Linked DNA regions of Pan troglodytes: all the other regions are linked to region 1. The links are chromatin contacts, called in public HiChIP or PLAC-seq maps. All regions are on one chromosome and are shown on one strand. Each heading gives the region's core, a stretch centred on a gene start, on an enhancer-like site or on the middle of the called end of the contact. The rest is flanking DNA. Distances are from core to core; before and after follow the strand shown.

Region 1 (2,750 bases), core at 133-2,632:
CCAGAGATGTCATTTCTCCAGCTCTTGGGGGCGGAGGTCACCCCAGCTCAGCAGATAACACCGAAGGTTGAGCAATGCCCGCCTGCCCGCTGGGGCCAGGGCTGGGGTCAGTGGGCTGGGGGTCAGCCCCGGGTAGGCTGGGAGCTCCTGCCTAGGTGGCCTGGGCTAGGAGTGGCAGAGAGGTGGGCCCAGGGAGCTGCCCCAATGGCCTAGGAATGGGTCCGGGAGGGCAAAGGGCCCTCTAACCTGAGCCTACCCAGCAGAGGCGGGCAAGTGGTCAGAAGGCCTTGGGCCTGTGTTCAAGTCCAGGCAGGCCGTTGTCGCTTTCCCATCTGTGAAATGGCAGCAACAAAAGCATCTTTCTGGTGGGGTGAAAAAAGTTGAACCTCGGGGTCCAGGCCCACCCTGAGCACAGGGCAGGGACTTGGTAAAAACTTATCTTTCTCTTTCCTTCTCTTTCCTGCATACCACCCCCCTCCCGTGAGGCCTCGCTTAAGTCCCTCCCTAGCAACTTCAGAAACAGAAGTTTTTGGCCTCTGGGACTGGCAATAGGTCTTAGGGCTCAGATGAGGGCATTTCGTTTGGGATGAACGGGGGACATGCGGCCATGTGACCTTGGTATGCCATGCCATGCTCCCTCTGGGCCTCCACTGGCACAATCCGTGGGGGTCCCTTTCTCTCTGATGTGCAGCCCACAACGTAAGCCTTAGTTTGGGAGTCTGGTGGGAACAATGCCACCACCACTAACAGTAGCGACACCCTTCATGGATTGCAGCTGGGAGAAGTGAAGTGACTCACCCAAGGTCACACAGTGTGGCAGGGCCGAGCACCCCCCGCCCCTGCCCCATCCCAGGGCCCAGGTCGGGTGGCGCGGCGCGGGGCAAGAGAAGACCCGGGCGTGTCCAAGCCTGGAGCAGGCGGCAGGTGTGGTGGGCGGGGCTAGGGGCGGGGCTCCGTGGACCAGGGTCCAGCCCCAAGCGGAGCGCGATCCTGCCCGGTCGCCCCGACCCCCGGGGTCCTCATATTGGCGGTGGCTTAAGAGGGGAGTCGTCACAGGCGTGGAGTCTTCTTTTTAAAGCCGGGGACCTGGGGAGGAGGTGGGAGTTTACGGGAGGAATGGCCACGGAGATGGGTAGCTTCTCCTGGAGCTAGAGCTGCGGGCTGGGGTCTCCAGGGTTCGGCCCGGGGAGCCGACCCTGGTCGGCCGTCGGGGCTCTGCTCGGCCCTCCTGAAACCTCCGCCTCCTCCAGCAGGGGGCGGGCCGGGGCCGCGTCTCGGGGGGAAGGCGATCAGGTCGCCCCCTCCTCCGATTCCCCCGCCTTCCAGGACAGCCTCCAGCCCAGAGGGGCGGTCCGGGGGCGGGGTCGCACCGCCCCCTCTCGCTCCCAATCCCGGGGCGGCCGGGCGGGGGTGGGCAGGGGGCGTGAGGCCGCCCCCTGCGTTCCGGGGGCCCCCCGAAAACGCGCTCCGGGTGCCCGGTCCCTCCGCTGCGCCCTGCCGCCGTCCTCCCGGGGGTCTCAGGCGGCCGCGGCCGTGTCCTTCGCGTCCCGGCGGCGCGGCGGGAGGGGCCGGCGTGACGCAGCGGTTGCTACGGGCCGCCCTTATAAATAACCGGGCTCAGGAGAAACTTTAGCGAGTCAGAGCCGCGCACGGGACTGGGAAGGGGACCCACCCGAGGGTCCAGCCACCAGCCCCCGCACTAATAGCGGCCACCCCAGCAGCGGCGGCAGCAGCAGCAGCGACGCAGCGGCGACAGCTCAGAGCAGGGAGGCCGCGCCACCTGCGGGCCGGCCGGAGCGGGCAGCCCCAGGCCCCCTCCCCGGGCACCCGCGTTCATGCAACGCCTGGTGGCCTGGGACCCAGCATGTCTCCCCCTGCCGCCGCCGCCGCCTGCCTTTAAATCCATGGAAGTGGCCAACTTCTACTACGAGGCGGACTGCTTGGCTGCTGCGTACGGCGGCAAGGCGGCCCCCGCGGCGCCCCCCGCGGCCAGACCCGGGCCGCGCCCCCCCGCCGGCGAGCTGGGCAGCATCGGCGACCACGAGCGCGCCATCGACTTCAGCCCGTACCTGGAGCCGCTGGGCGCGCCGCAGGCCCCGGCGCCCGCCACGGCCACGGACACCTTCGAGGCGGCTCCGCCCGCGCCCGCCCCCGCGCCCGCCTCCTCCGGGCAGCACCACGACTTCCTCTCCGACCTCTTCTCCGACGACTACGGGGGCAAGAACTGCAAGAAGCCGGCCGAGTACGGCTACGTGAGCCTGGGGCGCCTGGGGGCCGCCAAGGGCGCGCTGCACCCCGGCTGCTTCGCGCCCCTGCACCCACCGCCCCCGCCGCCGCCGCCGCCCGCCGAGCTCAAGGCGGAGCCGGGCTTCGAGCCCGCGGACTGCAAGCGGAAGGAGGAGGCCGGGGCGCCGGGCGGCGGCGCAGGCATGGCGGCGGGCTTCCCGTACGCGCTGCGCGCTTACCTCGGCTACCAGGCGGTGCCGAGCGGCAGCAGCGGGAGCCTCTCCACGTCCTCGTCGTCCAGCCCGCCCGGCACGCCGAGCCCCGCTGACGCCAAGGCGCCCCCGACCGCCTGCTACGCGGGGGCCGCGCCGGCGCCCTCGCAGGTCAAGAGCAAGGCCAAGAAGACCGTGGACAAGCACAGCGACGAGTACAAGATCCGGCGCGAGCGCAACAACATCGCGGTGCGCAAGAGCCGCGACAAGGCCAAGATGCGCAACCTGGAGACGCAGCACAAGGTCCTGGAG
Region 2 (2,729 bases), core at 200-2,699, 540 kb after region 1:
TAAATCCTCCCACAAAACGTCTGGTTACCTGAATCCTCCAGAGGGAAAAAAAATGAGCTTCTCGCCTTTGAACCCAAGTGGGGCAAAGAGCCTGCAGAAGGGACACCCTCAGTGGCAGCACCCAGCAAAGACCCATCTGAGTACCCGCTGGGAGTCGGGTTCTGTGCCACTCAATGCCAGCAAAGCACAAGCCGTCCCTGCGCCTTCGGGAGCTTTCATTCTAGGCTGGTGGCAGATTACTCACAAAACTCAGATGCACACAAAAATGGAAAACCTGGAACTTGTCACAAGTGCTGGGCAACAGGGGTACAAGTGTTAGGAGGCCTCCGAGGTGGGCAGGGAGATGAGGGGAGGAAGGTACCCTAACCACTCTTCTTGCCAAATCTCAGGTTGGACCTTCCCCTCCACCTCCATTCCCCTGTCCCCTTCCTGGCTTGCAGGTTTCAACAGCTCTTGGATTCCCAAGTCCCACAGGGAGACCTTGGGACCTGGGAATCTCCTCCAGCCAAAAGCTTCAGTCTTCTCCTCTCCTCCCCATGACCAACAGGGTCTGTGTGAAGAGAGGCCGGGCTCTGAGACGTTCAGAGAGGAGGATTCAGCGTTTTGTTGCTCTGGGACACAGCTTGGTCACTCCGGGAAACGAACACAACCTAGAGGCTGTCATTTGTAGAAACAGCGAGTGGCCAAGGAATGGCGGGAGGAGGGAAAAGGAAGACTTTTAAAGAAAAAAAAAAAAAAAAAAGCCCTGAAAGACTGAACTAGAAATCCTCAGGGAGGCTGGGCCTGCAAGGAGCCTTCCCGCGCCTCAGCCCACTTTCCTTCCCTCTCGACCTGACGGACTTAAGGCGTGCAGAGTCTCTTCGGACAAAATCAAGCCAAGAGAGCCCTAAGCTTCTCCCCCAGCAACCGCCGCAGAGGCGGGAAAACTTGAATTTTGCAACCAAGAGTTGCAGCGGGACGCCTAAGCAACGATAAGGGGCGGTGGAGGGGCGTCGTTGGGGGCTGCAGCATCCCAAAGTGGAAGCGGGAAGGGGGCCCGGCTGGAACCGAATAGCCCCGCGGCGCCTCGGCAACCGGCCGGGCGGCGCATCCAATCCCCTAGACCGTGCGTGTGACTGGCGCGCGCCAAGCGGCGCGAGCCCCGGCGGAGCCGGGCAACCAGGCGCGCGCTCGCGCGTGCGCAAAAGGCCCACCCAGCCGAGCCCTTCTTCAGGTGCGCTCGCGCTTCCGGCCGGCCTCCCCGCGTGCCTTCCCGGGGCGGAAACTCCAGAACCCGCGCATGCGCCTTCTGGCTCTCCGGCCTGAAGCGGGGCGGAGGGCCATGGCTTCAGGTGATCCCGCCCCTCCCTCGTAGCGCAGGACCAATCGTGCGGTGGTAGGCGGGGTTTTGAGGCGGCAGCCCGCCCACGCACCGCGCGAGGCGTGTATCGATTGGTTGGCGCCGCGGGCGCAGGTGCGCGCTTTCTATTGGGTGTGGGCGGAACGCGAGGGATTGCGGCATCTTCGGGGGCTGCAGGTGAGCGCGCGCACGCGCCGCGGCTGTGGCCCGCTCGGGTGCGCGCGCGCGGGCTCGCGGGGGAGGCGGCAGAGAGAGAGGTTGCGGCGCCCGTGGCCTCCGCTCCGCCCCCTCCTCTCCTCCAGCGCTGTCGCCGTCGCCGCCGGGGCCCGGAGGGAGGGAGCTGCTTCCCCGCCTGCCGCGCCACCAGTCCGACCCTCGGTCCCGCCGTGTGAGCAGCTGGTGGAGTGGAGCTCAGCGCGGACGCCGGAGCTGCGGCCGCCCCCTCTGCAGGTGCCTGTGAGGAGGCGCCCGGGCCGCAACCGCTTTCCGAGATCCCCAGTCGCGCACTCGCTCCCCGCGCTCCTGAGGGGCCGCCCGGCCGGAGGAGGCCGTCGCGGGGCTCGGCGTTCAGCATGAACCGCAGCCACCGGCACGGGGCGGGCAGCGGCTGCCTGGGCACCATGGAGGTGAAGAGCAAGGTGCGCGGGGCCCGGGCTGGGCGGAGCGGCGGGCCTGGGGGGCCGGGGCCTGGGAGAGGCCGGGCCAGGCTCGGAGCGCCGGGGGAGGCGACGGGCTGAGCTGCCCCGGGGTCTGGACGGTGCGGTCGGGAGACTGTGGGTAATAAACTTGCCGAGGAGGGGGTGGCGGGGGTCAGGGGGCGCTAATGTCCTCCCCTGGCCCCGGCAGGAAGAAGACCTAGTCCAGCATTTAATCTCATTCCGTAAATCTCATTCCCGTGTTCACGGACGGGAGTAGGGGCCAAGGTATATCCAAGGATGGCACACACTGAGTGAAATGCGAGGCTGCTCAAAAGGTGTAGGAGAATCCTCCCTGCTGGGCTGTGAGTAAAGGGCCCTGGACCACCCCGTTGTTCCCACTTTCTGTGGTTAAGGGGCGCATCGAGTGGCGAAGGAGAGAGCCCAGTGAACTAAACAGCCCTTTAAAAGTTCGCTTTGCTTCCTGCTGGCGCTCTTTCCAGCACTAACTTTGGTATGCATTTAATCTGTAAAATTAGTACTATCACCTTATGTTGGAGTAGCACTTTACAGTTTGACTCTAGATGCTCTTTTCATTCCATCCTGCTACCTACTCACATCAAGTGCTTTTCCCCTTGACCAACGGTATGCCAATCTGCTGATAATTACTTCGGTATTCACTGAATTTCTAAATCTCAAGGCTCGGTGAGCAGGGTAGTCTGTAGGGTGGGATTAGTTAGGGAATGTCTTCCAAA
Region 3 (2,870 bases), core at 89-2,588, 610 kb after region 1:
GTAGCCTTGAACTCCTGGCCTCAAACAATCCTCCTGCATCTGCCTCTCCAGTAGCTAGGACTACAGTTGTGCCCCACCACACCCTGCAATTTTAATTTTTTTTTTTTTCTTTTAGAGAGATGGAGTCTCCTTATGTTTGCCCAAGCAGCTCAGCCTTTTTTTTTTTTTTTTTTTTTTTTTTGTGAGGCGATTTAACATTTAAAGAAAAGTCAGCAGGCAGGGGGCGCTGGCCCACGCCTGTAATCCTAGCACTTTGGGAGGCCGAGGCAGGTGGCTCACCTGAGGTCAGGAGTTCGAGAGCAGCCTGGCCAACATGGCGAAACCCCGTCTCTACTAAAAAATACAAAAATTAGAATTAGTCGGGCGTGGTGACAGGCGCCTGTAATCCCAGCTACTCGGGAGGCTGAGGGAGGGGGAGAATTGCTTGAACCCGGAATGTGGAAGTTACAGTGAGCCGAAATCGCACCACTGCACTCCAGCCTGGGCGACAGAGCGAGACTCCGTCTCCAAAAAAAAAAAAAAAATTAATTAAAAATAAAAATAAGTCATCAAACGAAAAATCAAAACTTCAGACTTTTCTTATACCTATTTGCCTTTTAGTACTTTCCTCATTAGCACTGTTGGGGTGGGAGATGAGGCGCACCTCGCTCTCTTCAGCCCCAAGGCTTGTAAAGGGTCTATCTAGGCCGGCCTCCAAGGGCATGGAGGGAGTGGGTGCGGTTGTGAAATGTAGTGCGCTCAATAGTTTCCTGGTGAAGTTTATTTTAAAATCTGCACCGAAGAGGAAGACGAGGACCGTTACACTCGGCCTTCCCTAAATTCCAGGACCCTCCGCCCGATGCAAACTAGATGCTTTAGTAGGATGGGAACGGGCGGGGGGCGGGCGGCTTTGGGCTTCCTCTAAGCTAGCGCCTCTCTAACCCGGACGCCCGTTAGAATCACCCGGGGAGTTTTAGAAACTACCGATGCCCAAGCCCCACTCCGAAGGATTCCGACTTAATCGGCCTGATGCGAGGCCTGGCTTCCGGGCTTTTAAAAGCTCCCCGGGGATTCTATTTTACGGCCGGGTCCGGGGCCGGGAGCCTGTACTCTACCGGGATTCCGATGGGGAGGGGTGGCTTGCCCCAATAGTTCTCAAATTTAGCTTTGGGTCAACAATCTGGTTGGAACCACCTAGCAAACATCAAAAGATCCTGATGCCCAGGTCTTAACCCAGAGACGGTGTGGTCCAGGCTTGGGAAATTCTAAAAGAGCTCCAGGTGACTGCCATCTGCAAGCGAGTTTGCAAAGCACTGATGCCCAGGTGCTGCGGAGGCGGGCGCAGCGCGCGCCGCTCGCCACTGGGTGGCGCTGCCCGCTCGGCCCGGCGCTCCTGGAGCTGCGAGCCGCGACCGCCGGGAGCGCACCTGCCCCGCCTCCGCCAGGCGGGCCGCGGGGCATGCAGCGGACCGGGGGCGGGGCTCCGAGGCCCGGGCGCAACCACGGGCTCCCAGGCAGCCTCCGCCAGCCGGACCCCGTCGCCCTCCTGATGCTGCTCGTGGACGCTGATCAGCCGGAGCCCGTGCGCAGCGGGGCGCGCGAGCTCGCGCTCTTCCTGACCCCCGAGCCTGGGGCCGAGGTAGGGGACGGGGCTGTGGAGTTGGAGGAGAGGGTTCTCGCGGTTAGGGGTCCGGGCTCCGGACCCTCGGCTTCCCCGGAGCATCCTCTCGCTCCCGGAGTGGGGGGCCCGGGGATTCCCCCCTTCCTGAAGGGTGGCTGCGGGGCGCCACCCAGAGATGTGCAGCGGGTCGTCCCTGCTCGCTCCTCCGGGCGACACCGGGCCCCGGAGGCCCAGGTTCGCTTTCCCTCCCCACCCGGGTCCCCCAGCATCCGCCGGGTCCTCAGGCGCCGCCCTTTGCCAGGCCGGCCCTGGGAGAGGCGGACCCCGGGACCTCTGCTGCCCCGGCTACCTCCGAGCGGTGCCCGGGCCGAGCGGCGCCTCAGGCTGCGGCTGTGCGGGGAGCCCCGAAGCCGCGCTGCGCTGCTGCAGCTCGGAGCGAAAACACCACGCCTCTGTCTGCGCTTTCTATTTTAAAAGCACCAAGTGAAAAGCAGATCTAAAACGAGACCCTCTACCTTCCGGCTGGAGGCATCTGTCGACGCTGTTGTGAAAAAGTTATTTGTCTGAGTTCACTAGGAGTTATTTACGGTCAGAAATTCAACCCATTCTCTTTTTAAACCACAAAAGCAGTACAGGAGTATTTAAAATAAAGGCTATGCACCCCTTTCTCTTTTCTCTCCCACCCCAATTCTAGTTTTCTTAGAAAACCAGCATTAACTCTTTGGTATAAATCATTCCGGACATTTAAAATGCATTTACAAATGTAGATATCTGTATCTGCCTAGGCAGAGTATTGGCTCGTGCCAGTGGTCCCAGCATTCTGGGAGGCTGAGGCAGGAGGATTGCTTGGGATGGGGATAGGGGACGGGGAAGAGTGAGGCTGCAGTGAGGCTTGATCATGCCACTGCACTCCAGCCTGGGCGACAGAGTGAGACATTAAAAAAAAAATCTATCTCGCCAGGCGTGGTGGCTCACGCTTGTAATCCCAGCACTATTGGGAGGCCGAGACGGGTGGATCACCTGAGGTCAGGAGCTCGAGACCAGCCTGACCAACATGGCGAAACCCCGTCTCTACTAAAAATACAAAAATTAGCCGGGCGTGTAATCCCAGCTACTTGGGAGGCTGAGGCAGGAGGATCGCTTGAACCTGGGAGGCGGAGGCTGCAGTGAGCTGAGATCAGCCATTGCATTCCAGCCTGGGCAACAAGAGCAAAACTCCCTCTCAAAAAAAAAAAAAAAACCATAAAATATCTTTCCATATATATATATA

The links. HiChIP or PLAC-seq counts read pairs in DNA pulled down with a chosen protein or histone mark.
Region 2: an H3K4me3 HiChIP or PLAC-seq map of stem cell-derived excitatory neurons shows a contact between it and region 1, with 5 times the contacts expected there. The contact joins the promoter of PARD6B here to the promoter of CEBPB in region 1. A contact is called at or near these places in 1 of 7 Hi-C or Micro-C datasets (stem cell-derived neural progenitor cells) and 1 of 1 datasets of contacts at active chromatin or transcription factors (stem cell-derived excitatory neurons).
Region 3: an H3K4me3 HiChIP or PLAC-seq map of stem cell-derived excitatory neurons shows a contact between it and region 1, with 7 times the contacts expected there. The contact joins the promoter of BCAS4 here to the promoter of CEBPB in region 1. A contact is called at or near these places in 1 of 7 Hi-C or Micro-C datasets (stem cell-derived neural progenitor cells) and 1 of 1 datasets of contacts at active chromatin or transcription factors (stem cell-derived excitatory neurons).

The regions. Positions count from the first base shown.
Region 1 is chr21:56,476,502-56,479,251 of NHGRI_mPanTro3-v2.0_pri, forward strand. CEBPB (CCAAT enhancer binding protein beta) reads left to right here and starts at 1,383. Exons shown (of 1, transcript XM_525353.8): 1 at 1,383-2,750. The coding sequence starts at 1,836.
Region 2 is chr21:57,019,500-57,022,228 of NHGRI_mPanTro3-v2.0_pri, forward strand. It overlaps PARD6B (par-6 family cell polarity regulator beta), which reads left to right and starts at 1,450. Exons shown (of 3, transcript XM_003317010.7): 1 at 1,450-1,977. The coding sequence starts at 1,912.
Region 3 is chr21:57,083,730-57,086,599 of NHGRI_mPanTro3-v2.0_pri, forward strand. It overlaps BCAS4 (breast carcinoma amplified sequence 4), which reads left to right and starts at 1,339. Exons shown (of 6, transcript XM_063803110.1): 1 at 1,339-1,618. The coding sequence starts at 1,439.